Linked DNA regions of Mus musculus: region 1 is linked to region 2. The links are chromatin contacts, called in public Micro-C maps. All regions are on one chromosome and are shown on one strand. The core of a region is the stretch at or near the end of the contact, and the rest is flanking DNA. Distances in the headings are between cores, read along the strand shown.

Evidence for each region. Hi-C and Micro-C count contacts between places; a contact is called where the count stands out from the background.
Region 1: a Micro-C map of embryonic fibroblasts shows a contact between it and region 2, with 6 times the contacts expected there. The contact joins the promoter of Ak5 here to the enhancer-like site in region 2. A contact is called at or near these places in 14 of 39 promoter capture datasets (HPC-7-derived erythroid cells, cancer-associated fibroblasts, cranial neural crest and 10 more), 3 of 484 Hi-C or Micro-C datasets (cerebral cortex, embryonic fibroblasts and embryonic stem cells), 6 of 115 datasets of contacts at active chromatin or transcription factors (the NIH/3T3 cell line, craniofacial prominence, embryonic forebrain and 3 more) and 3 of 9 other capture datasets (adipose tissue, liver and pancreatic islet).

Annotation. Positions count from the first base shown.
Region 1 is chr3:152,665,774-152,671,285 of GRCm38.p6, reverse strand. It overlaps Ak5 (adenylate kinase 5), which reads left to right and starts at 2,926. Exons shown (of 14, transcript NM_001081277.2): 1 at 2,926-3,486. The coding sequence starts at 3,427. It overlaps AI115009 (expressed sequence AI115009), which reads right to left and starts at 4,373. Exons shown (of 4, transcript NR_040386.1): 1 at 3,454-4,373.
Region 2 is chr3:152,504,279-152,509,680 of GRCm38.p6, reverse strand. All of the region lies in intron 8 of Ak5 (adenylate kinase 5), which reads left to right. Among named protein-coding and RNA genes, the nearest start is that of 3110067G11Rik, 17 kb to the right of the region's middle. Within about 2 kb of position 1,575, at least 37 of the 459 cell types and tissues checked have an H3K27ac peak or open chromatin away from gene starts, as enhancers often do. A contact at or near this core is called in the NIH/3T3 cell line and embryonic fibroblasts, where this site is marked.

The DNA of each region.
Region 1 (5,512 bases), core at 1,677-4,176, 160 kb before region 2:
ATGGGCAAGTGGTCCCCCATTTTAGCCACTTGAGCAAGCCCAGCAGGCTTAGCCCTTTGCAGAGACAAGGTCTGTGTGTCAGCAGAAACTGGCTCCTTATGGGTGACTCAGAGAGCAATCCCTTTCAAAGCGCCTTCCTCCTCCAACATCCCTGGTCCTTTGAAAGTCCTCATCATCGTCTTGTGATTATCTTTACTTCCACTTCCTCTGCCCCTTCCTTAGGAGAGGTCTGGACTGGTGCCCGTGCTTCAAATCTATAGAGTCAGCTTTGATTTTTTCCCACCACACCTGCCGCTATCTGATGTGTTCTTGCTTGTGTCCGATTTTCTGCTATCTCTGTGCTTTACTTCTTTTTTGTTTATCACAGTCTGATGTTGTTTGGCCATTTTCTTTACCTTTCCCTCAATGTACTGTTTAAAGTCTTTACTACACTTTATTCATTTGTTTGTTTGGTGTGTCTGTCTGTCTGTTTGTTAGTCTGTCTGTCTGCATGTGTCTGTGTAGGTGGGTGGGTGCTGACACCTGTGCCACAGCACCAGAGCGCATGTGTAAAGGTCAGAGGACAGATCTGGGAAGTCCTCGCTTCCCAAGCATGTGGGTCCTGGGGAACAAGTCAGAGTATCAGACTCGTCCACACTGAGCTATCTTATTGGCCCTATCATACTTACTTATTACACACATTCTCCAATGGAAACTAGGGTCCTTACCAGCAAGAGATTGTCTTAGTTACTGCCATAGCACAGAAACTTACCATGATCTCCCAAGATATGATCACAAGAGACAATTCTATTATTTTTCCTCAGATGTCCCAACTCCTATACCTTCAAAAACGCTAACCATTCTCGAAAATTGTAAAAATTAAAGCTATACCAAAAGATTTTTGAAGAGGATGGAGACAATTTCATTTGTATTAAATATAGAGACCCCAAATGAAATCTTTGTCTCTTTAAACTTATTTAGTCATGACCCACTTATCTGAATACAAGGTAGGAAAATATCATGATATGCTAATTGTTACCAAATACGCAGACGTGGAGAATGTTATAGTTTGTTGGAGCTTGAAGGAATGTGTCTCTACAGTACAAGGGGCTTCAGGCTTTCTATGCCCAGCCTTAGAACCATCACAGAGCTGGTAAGACGGGATAGATTTGGCAAGGATGCCCCTATGCTCCTGTCCCTGCTATCTCCAGCCCAGCTTTGAAAGCCTGTACTTTCTGCATATGCTCTGTCCCTGTGAGGCCGCAGTCTGCAGTAACAGTGACTAGCATCTTGCCCTTCCTACACCTCTCTACTCTGGGATACACCAGCTGTCACTCTCTAAGGCTGATGTAAACTTGCTACATCTGTTTCCAAGCTGGCTACAGTGTGTTTTCTCTGACCCCTCTCTCTTTACTAGGTTGTTGCTGTCACTTGCTGGATTTACTAAAGATACTAAGAATCATGTATCACCTCGAAACAAAAACAAACCCTAACACTAGCAACAGAACCCAGGAAAGAAGGACCTCAAGAAGACCTACAGGAACTGGCCTCTTCAGTCCCGTGTGCTTCTAAGTCGACTAAGCCACCAGGCCCTAGGATTTTCCAAGGACTGTGGAAATGATTGCACAGGGCAGAGATGGCTTTGGCTCCCTCCAAAGCCTGCTGTCAACTAAGTGAGAGGAACATAAGTGGAGACATTCTCACAGAGGACACCAATGTCCTCAGAACTGAAAAAATCGCCCCCATAACATGACACATTATTATGGCATGTGGCTTCAAAAATGTTCACAAATTTTATTTAATTCTCAAAATTGAGCTAATTAAAATTTGATCTCCCGGGCTGGTGAGATGGCTCAGTGGGTAAGAGCACCTGACTGCTCTTCCGAAGGTCCGGAGTTCAAGTCCCAGCAACCACATGGTGGCTCACAACCACCCATAATTAGATCTGATGCCCTCTTCTGGTGCGTCTCAAGACAGCTACAGTGTACTTACATATAATAAATAAATAAATCTTTAAAAAAAAATTGATCTCCCTCCCTCTGCTCAAATAAAGCTGTAGCTTGAGCAACAGCGGCTTATGTGGACCAAGAAATAGGTCCAAGGAAAGATCCTGAAACAGACATTCAAATGGTGAGTTTTTAATTTGAAGCATTTAGAGTGCTGGTTTCTACCAGACCCCAGATGCCAGGAGTCTGTATGTAGCTTTTGCCTCCTTTCTTCCACATACCCTCTCCAGAGTGGGCCCTTGCAGGCAGTTAGAGATCATATTCCCTGGAGACCCAGAGCATCTCTCAAAGAGCAGTGAAAAGACATCTGTGGGAAATGAGTCATCTTGGTAGCTGTGGGGAGGATGGGTGCACCTTGGTCTGTAACTGGGTAGGCACCAGTACACCTCACCAGCCGTCTCCTGTTAGGGCGTTCTGATGGCCCTTGGGCCAGTGACCACTTTGCAGTTTAAAGCAGACCCCAGCTCTCCACCACTCAGTCCTCTCTTCCTCCTTCAGCTCCTCCCAGCAGAAAAGATTCTTTGACTGCTCACTAAATCTTACGCTAAGGATTTCAGGCCTTCTACTCAAATGTTTAAGTTGCTCCAACTTTTCTTAAGGGCTGGGTACTCCAGTGTTAAAAGACCCAACAGAATCCTTCCTCTTTCCCTACTTCCAACTCCCTATCACTGAAAGGCCATTAACTTAAGAATATATGAATTCTCTGACTTGGGTTTTTCCCCCCTGGAAGAGCTCCTGGAGGAGCTCATGATAAGTGGTGTCTGTCTGTCTGTCTATCGTCTGTGGTGTGTGTGGGAGTGTCTGTCTGTGGTAAGTTTGTGGGGGGGGGAGTGTCTGTCTATAGTGTGTATGGTGTGTCTGTATAGTGTGTGTGTGGGGGGGTGTCTGGTGTGTGTGTCTGGTGTGTGTGTCTGGTGTGTGTGTGTGTGTGTGTGTGTGTGTGTGTGTGTTTGTGTGTGTGTGTGTGTGTGTAGAAGCAAAACTGTATCCAGCTCCAATCGCCCGGTTCTTGGCTCCTTGGTGCCCTGGCTGCCCTGGCTGCGTTGCGGGCTGGGGAGTGACTGCAGCCCGCGCGTCCCCACCCCCGCGCCCCGCGCCCGCCCGCGCAGCGTGACTGGCGGCCGCCGCAGCGAGCTCCGGAGGCGCGGGCCGAGCGCGCAGAGCCGGGAGGCGGCGGCTGGTGGCGTCGGCCGCGTGGTCCTCCTCCGCGCCCCTCCCCTGGCGCTCGCGCTGCCTGCGCCCGGGAAGCCGCTGCTGCTCGCTGCTGGCTGGCGCGGGGACCGGCGCGGACGCGGGGGCGACGGGAGCGCGGACTGCACAGCTGCCCGGGAGTCGCTGAGGGGACCCCGGCCTGAGCGCATCCAAGTGAGGGCTGCGCCCCGCCAGCCCCAACCTCGGGAGCTTCCCCTCCTGCTCCCCACTGCACGCGCGCCGTACAGCCATGAACACCAACGACGCCAAGGAGTACCTGGCCCGGAGGGACATTCCTCAGCTTTTCGAGGTAAGAGGCTGGGGTGGCCAAAGGATCCCCAGCGAATGTCCCGAGGGCCAGTGCCCGGCTGCACCTTCCGGTGTAGGGTCCCTAATGAAGGCGCTCACAGAGGCTCGCCGTTCCCTTCGCCCCAGACAAGTCGCCTTGTGCGCTCGGGTCGCTCGGGTCCTTTTCAAATGCAGGCTTCGAAACCCGTATCTTGGGATCAAGTTTCCCTCTTCAAGCTGGGTACTGGATGCAGGCTGTCCCCAGAGTATCCCTCCGAGATGGGCACCCAGAATGGACAGCAGATCGTGGCCTGGCAGCACTCTCTGGGACTGAGGGTCAAGCCAGGTGAGACCAGTGTCGCCCACACGGAGGCAGGACAGGAAACTGAAGGTTCCAGAGTCCTAAACATTCCAGGCGCCAAGCGTTGGGACCCCTTGCAGGGGAGGGAAAGCGTGGACGAAGCGACTCTCCCGGGGGGGACGGCTTGAGGAGAAGGATGAAGATGGAGAGGGAGAAAAAAAACCCACACACGCATATATACACACAGCCCAGCCGATCCAGTGCAGCGCTATCTCCTGGGTCCCTGAAGCTCTAAGCGGCCAGTCAATGAACTCCCGAGCGCGTTTGCTGGTTGCTTGAAAGGTCCTCCCAGCCTCCAGCGCCAGCCCTCGCGCCCACCTACACAGACTGGGTTCGACTGGGAGCGGCCAGACAGGCGTGACTCCTGTTGCTGGCCTCTGCTGGGCTTAGCAGCAGCATCCAGCATCCGCACCAGGGACAGGGGATAGGAATGTGAGGAAGGAGGCTTGAGGAATGAGCTAAAGGTACCTGCTTCCCAGAGAGAAGTCCTGCTTCCTATTATTCTCTCCACATTCCGTCTTAAAACACCCTAAATCCGAAGCGCTTTTGCTTAGGTTATAAAACAAAATAAAAATTAAAAAAAAAAAAAAGGACGGCACCAATCCAAGCCTCATAGGATGAGCCTTAAAAATTTTGGCCTCCAATTCTGAAGGAAATGGAAGAGTAATATTATAAACCAAAGGCCACACATTGTTCTTTTTCCTGTTTAGGGGATTTTTTTCTGTTAGAAGGAAAGTGCAGTGCTTAAGACAATAATTTTTGCAATACCCCCAAACTATGTTTATTTAACCCAGGATACCATAATTACAGTGCTTGGACAGCTTTTTTTGCTGTTTTTGTAAATGTGGAAATGAAGAGCTGAAATATTTTTTTAAATTATAAATGTTAAGACCAAAACCGATTTTATTTCTATGCTTCTAAAAGAATGATAGATACACGCCTGGCGGAGTCTCCTGACATTTCTCTTCCGTGGTGCCAGGTAATGTACAGGGAGCCAGGGTGGTCTGCTCACAGAACTCTGTATGGAGTGTGCTAATGAGCCCTGGTAGGTAGCTGCTTAGGCTTCAAGCTTCCCGTTGGCTTTTCTGCATATGAATGGAATGTCCCCAAATACTGCACACACTCAAAAGGACGTCAGCTTGCTTACCTGAGAGGCACTAAACGCTGTATACTGAGACTCAGTTCAGGACAGCAAAGAGCTGGAGAAGACTATAGAGACTTCTAGGTTCCATTTGAACAGTGAGACCGATTCACTGCACAGCTTAGAGGGAAGCAGGACCTGATTGTCCATGTGACGAGTACAGACCACAAAAATCCAACACCTCAGATTTCTAAAATGGATTTTCTGTGCCAGAATCCACACTGTTCTAAGTTTAACCAGGTGCCTTCCAAAACCCCAGATGGTTGCAGATAGATAGTACATGCCATTACAGATCACAGTAACAGGTGGCTGATGCAATGTATCACCACCAAAGCCTAGAATATAATGGAACTTTTCAGATCTCTTTGGGTGGTACAGAGTATCTGCTAGGTTTGTGGTTGAAAAGTACTCCCGCTTTAAAAATAAATTAAAAACAAAACACAACAGAACGTTTGCAGCTGGTTCTGCTGTGTTCCTAATTCGCCTTTGTAATATAACTATTGGTCTCTGACCTTAGATCAGAGGTTGGCAATTAGTTGAATGCTA
Region 2 (5,402 bases), core at 326-2,825:
ATCTCCTGATGGAGGTGACCCACCTCCAGATTACCCACTAACAAGTGAATCCATCCCCATTTCTGCTCTGATGACACATGCTTTTGTGACTTCTGCATGCTGGCTAAAGCGGGTCTTCCATATGTCACAGGTCTGTGTGTCACCTCCCTCCATGTGGGGTGGTAGGAAAGAGGCAGCACTAGAACTTGGCGCTCAGAACACTAACCTCAACCCACTGCCTCACCCCCAAGTCAGTCACACTTCCTGTCTAAGACCGTGTTTCCTCGTCTATCAGTCACAACCCCGGGCTTGCCTGCTTCCTACCAATGCTGAGTTCAGATAGGACCACACATGCTGAAAGTCTCCAGGAATACAAAAGGTCCCTCCTTTGCTGTTATTTTATTTTGTGTGAGCGCATGTTACACATCGTGTGTGTGATGTTTGCACACATGTATGTTCAGGTATGCACACAGGTATGTGCATATGTGAGACTGGAGGAGGAGGAGGTCAGGTGCCTTGCACTATCAATCTCTCATTTATTCCTGTAAAACAGCCTCTCCCTGAATCTGGAGTCAGCCTGGTAGCTTGGAAGGACAGGAGCTTCTCACACTATGACACTGTGGAGGTGGAAACTGGCATCAGGGAGTTGAATTGAGTGCCCTGCCCTTCTCCTGAAGTACTGTAGTATCAGGCACATTCCACGCAGGGACTCCACACCACTTCAGTTGCTTGGTTCTGCTGCATACGACTGTGACAATGGTCAGGTGCCATCACAGCAAATGCCATCTCAGCATTGTGAAGATCCTGACAACATCAGCTTCCTGTAACGAAGAGATCCTCTTGTGACGGCGCTGTACAAAGTGGTCCTTGAGCCCTGAGTACACGCTATGCTGCTGTTAGAGTGGGAGGAGGATCACACGGCGGAAGCCATCTGTGCCGCTGCGGTTTTCGGTTTTGTCCTCTCCAGGTCACTCAGGGAACAAATAGTGACAAGGCTCTGTGGAGTTGGTGACAATACACACTGAGATAGTGAATGCTCACTGTCAGCTTGATCGGATTCCAGTCACCTAGGATACACACAGTCGTGGGGTGTCTTTGAAGACACTTCCACAGATGTTAAAGAGAGAGACTCACTCTGAACATGGGTAGCACTACTGTGTGGTTGAATAAAAGGAGGAGAAGGACAAAGCCCAATGAACACATCTCTCCCTGCTTCTTGCTCTGCCCTGTGGACAAGCAACCTCACTTTCTCACTGTGCTGCATGAGAGCTGCTCCTGTGGACACATCTTCCCATCCTTTGGCCCTTAAGTTTTCTTGTCAGGCATTTAGTCTTGGAGATGAGAGCAATAACTCAGGCTTCGTTATCGCAGAGGAAGACGCCACACACCAGTCAGCTGTGCCCCCTGCAGATAGTTCCATCCCAGGGGAACAGCAGCGGCCTGTGTGCATGGACACCCTGGGATAGGAAGTGCGTTATTGGTTGACTGGATACCTGACTAGCTAAGCATTTACCGCAGGCTGAGTTACAGATGCTTTCCCACCAGTCATCAACACAGCACTCCACATAGAGCCAAAACTCTGCAACAAGCAGAGCCGTGTGGGTGATTTTACCACCGCACCGCAGGACATCACACACACCCTTTCCTGGCACAAATAGCTTCTAGACTCCACATTTGTGAGTCACAAATGGTGTTTACACAGAATCTGTGTCTATAGGCATGCCATCGTTGTCAGTTCAGGAAACTGGCTCTCCCACAGCATGTCCCCTTAAAGGTTAGTTTAAGGCTATGGAAAGTCACCGAGGCCTCATTGCACCTATAGGAACTAATCCTCAATGCAGATTCAGCGTGACAAAAGGCTGGCTGTATAGACTCTACACAGTACAAAGCTCCGGCACAAAGAAGTGTCCACAGTACTTGGTAGAATTTGGTGGTCAGAGCATTGGGATTTCTCAAGTCTTCCCTCAGTGGAGATCGAACTTCAGATGCAACTGAGTGAAAGCAGCACATCAGATGGGCCAGAAGGAGACTTCACCTTCCCTCCTTGTCCAGCAGGTAGCCCAGGTTAGCCCCATTCATGTAGAATGTACTCAGCATGGGAAGAGGTCCTCCAGGACCTCTAGCTTCTTATTCACCAAAGCAAGTGCTTGCCATTCACTGTGTGTGTGTGTGTGTGTGTGTGTGTGTGTGTGTGTGCGCGTGTCTGTGTCTGTGTGTGTGTGTCTGTGTGTGTGTGTGTGAGAGAGAGAGAGAGAGAGAGACAGAGAGACAGAGAGACAGAAAGACAGAGACAGAGAGAGACAGGGAGACAGAGACAGAGAGAGACAGACAAAGAGATGCTAGATTTCTTCATTTTTCCTTCCCCTCTCTCCCTCTCTCCCTTCCTTTATTTCTTTCTCTCTCTTTTTTTTTCTTTTTCCAGTACTAGGGACTAAACCCAGGGCCTCACCTTGAGCATGCTAGAAAAAAAAAATCTACCATAGAACTGTATCCCCAACCCAGATAAACATTATTTTTACAATGCTCAGATGCTAAACTCAGGACCATCTGCATACCAGGACAGTTCTACCACTGAGCTACAGTTCTGGCCCTTGCTCTTGCTTGGTTGGTTGGAGGGTTGGTTGGTTGGTTGGTTGGTTGGTTGGTGGGTTGGTTGGTTGGTTGGCAGGTTTTATGGGGAATTGAGCCTTCATAAATTCTAGGCAAGGGGTTTGTTTTATTTTATAGAGGGAGAAAAAAAAACCTCCAAGCCTTGGGTGTTCTAGGCAAGCCCTCCAGCACTGATCCTATAATTTGATTTATAGAAGATGTACCCTAGAAGTATGAGGCATTCTGGGAGTCACTGAAGAACAGTACCCTCAGCCAGACAGTCCCCTCGTCTGTGCAAGGCATTCCTAGGAACAAATGACAGTTCTTTCTATGCTGCAGAAACCTATTCACTGAGTGAGCTAACAGAAATAAAGTAGGGGTCCATCAAAGCCTCGGTCAAACAGAATTGAGAGCTGTGAGTAAGATCTAGGGACAAGAACAGGTCAGACTCCGGAAGCCAGATAGAGGTGAAGAAAGCCCTTTTGCAATGTGGCCTGTGGTTGTTGTTGCTGTTGTTGTTTGTTTTGTTTTGTTTTGTTTTGCCGTTTAGGAAATCAAATTAACTCTGGTCAAACTCCCTAGCCATGTTACCATAAAGAGGAAAGGTGAGACATCTCAGCCTGTCGGGTCTCATCCTATAGTCCAACAATACCACAGAACAAGGGTGTAAGCTCAGCTTCCTCTCGGCCTCACGGAGATGTAGCCAACAGCGAAGAGAGAGAAGCAGGTTCTCATGGGCAGTCCTTCTCTACCCATCGTCATTTTACCCTGCAAACATTTTAGACAAGTGTATGCATTGCTCCAGATGAGTCCACAGACTCTAGATGCTTCTCTAGATGCTGCGCCTGAGTAAGGGATTCTTATGCAAGGATGTGAGTGTGCTTGCTCTCTGACAGTGCAGGGGCCAAAGCTCAACAGAACTTTGGTCCTGGCTTCATTCTAGCTCTCTTGATCCTTGGGGGAGCTCCAGAATGCAACCTGTACTGTAGAGTCATCCCCATTCATAGGCACAGACTGCTGGATCCTGAGTTCTAAAGGCCGGGGGTCAGGAGGGCAGTGGAAGACCACCAACAACCACTATGGTTGCTCTGCTGTTGGGACTAAATCTTTGGGGCTGCTCAAGATGGTGAGAGGCATGGCTCTCATCCCAGTGTTGACTTCACGAAGGGCATGGTGGCATAGCTGGAGCCCTCTCTGTTTCTTCACCTTCAGAATGGCAAGGAGGAACGGCAGGAAGGGACGGAATCATGCCCGTTTCCCACACTGTGAAAGTGGCAGTTTCACTAAGGGATGGAGCAGGAGAGAGCATCCCTAATGATCCCTAAGGTTGTTTCTCTTCACAGAGGAGATTAATCAAGGTGAATATACCCTCAAATGACCGCTGTACCGAGCATCCATCTTACTTCAGTTTCTCCAGAGACAAGTGCAAATGTAAGAAGACACGCAGTAAAGATGCCCTGAGGCTCACATTCTAACAAGGTGGCAAGGCTCTGTACTTCCACAAAGTGCTTTCCATGCAGGTTGCCTCAGGGAAGCCATGTAACCAGCCGACCTCATTTAACAGACTCTGACATCCAAGAGAATTAAAGGCAAAAGGCTAGGAAAAGCATCGTCGTGGAGGTTGTCCTTGAAGAACGCTGCAACCTCTATAGAGACCAACTTGGCAAAAATCTAACAAAAGTATAAATACATTTAATCTGTGACCACAAGGTGGCTATTCTAGAATTTACCCTGCAGGGATATATGCATGACGTGGTATCTACATGACTTGCTCTACAAGCCACCTTCCCTAAAGTAGGAATGAGTGAAACAGCTCAGCTCATCAATAAAGAGCCAGTGGAAAACGTAACTGTGGTACCCACAACACAACAGAATGCTGTGCACCCAAGATGCTTCGCTGAGAACATTCTGTAGTGACAGAAATTTCTCCAATTAAGGGCAAAAATAGAAGAGCATCAAACACACACACACACACACACACACACACACACATTTTAATTAAAGTCTGTCCTTCCTTAGATATCTGGAAGTCACTTTTTTCATGTACCTGGGAAGGAATCCCCATGCCTGGCATTCTAGCTTCATTCCTGTTGCTGTGATTATATATATATATAACATAATATAATATATATATAATTTAACTCCCTGACTTAAAGCAACTTTGGAGAAGAAAGTGCTTCTTCAGCTAACAATCCCAGGCTTCAGTCCACCACTGAGGAGAAACCAAACATCCAGTCACATCACATCCAAGATCAAGGGCAGAGAGAAACAAATGCCACATAGTTGCTGCCTTTATTTTTAGCCAGCCTTCTTCATTCTTCTGTAGCTCAGGTTCAGCCTAGGAAATGGTGCCACCCACAGTGGACTAAATCTTCTGGTCAATTAAGAATCAAGACAGTTCCATACAGACATGTCCTTGGGCCAACCTCTTCTAGATAAATTCTATGAAGACTCTTCCAGAGAAGATACCAGGTTGTGTCAAGTTGACAGTTAAAGCTAAGCTACATGTGTGTAACCTGTGGCTAAGGAAGGAGGAGGATAAGATAGATGACCATGTAGGTGGTGGTGAGAGTTCCCAACAAGTGAATCTCTATCAGCATGTCCTCCAAATACAATGGGCTAAAAATGGTCACCTCGCTAAAGGTAAAATAAGAGTTTTGAAGATAAATATGAGGAGGGATGAGATCACTGGGTATTTCTTCATTTTATGCTTAAGAACTAAAAAGCTTAACCATGGCCAAAGACAAGGAGGCTCACATCTCAAACGCCCCCTGGCCCATTACTGAAAATCTTGCCAACCTCAACTTTAAACTGTAGTGTGTTCATAAAATAGC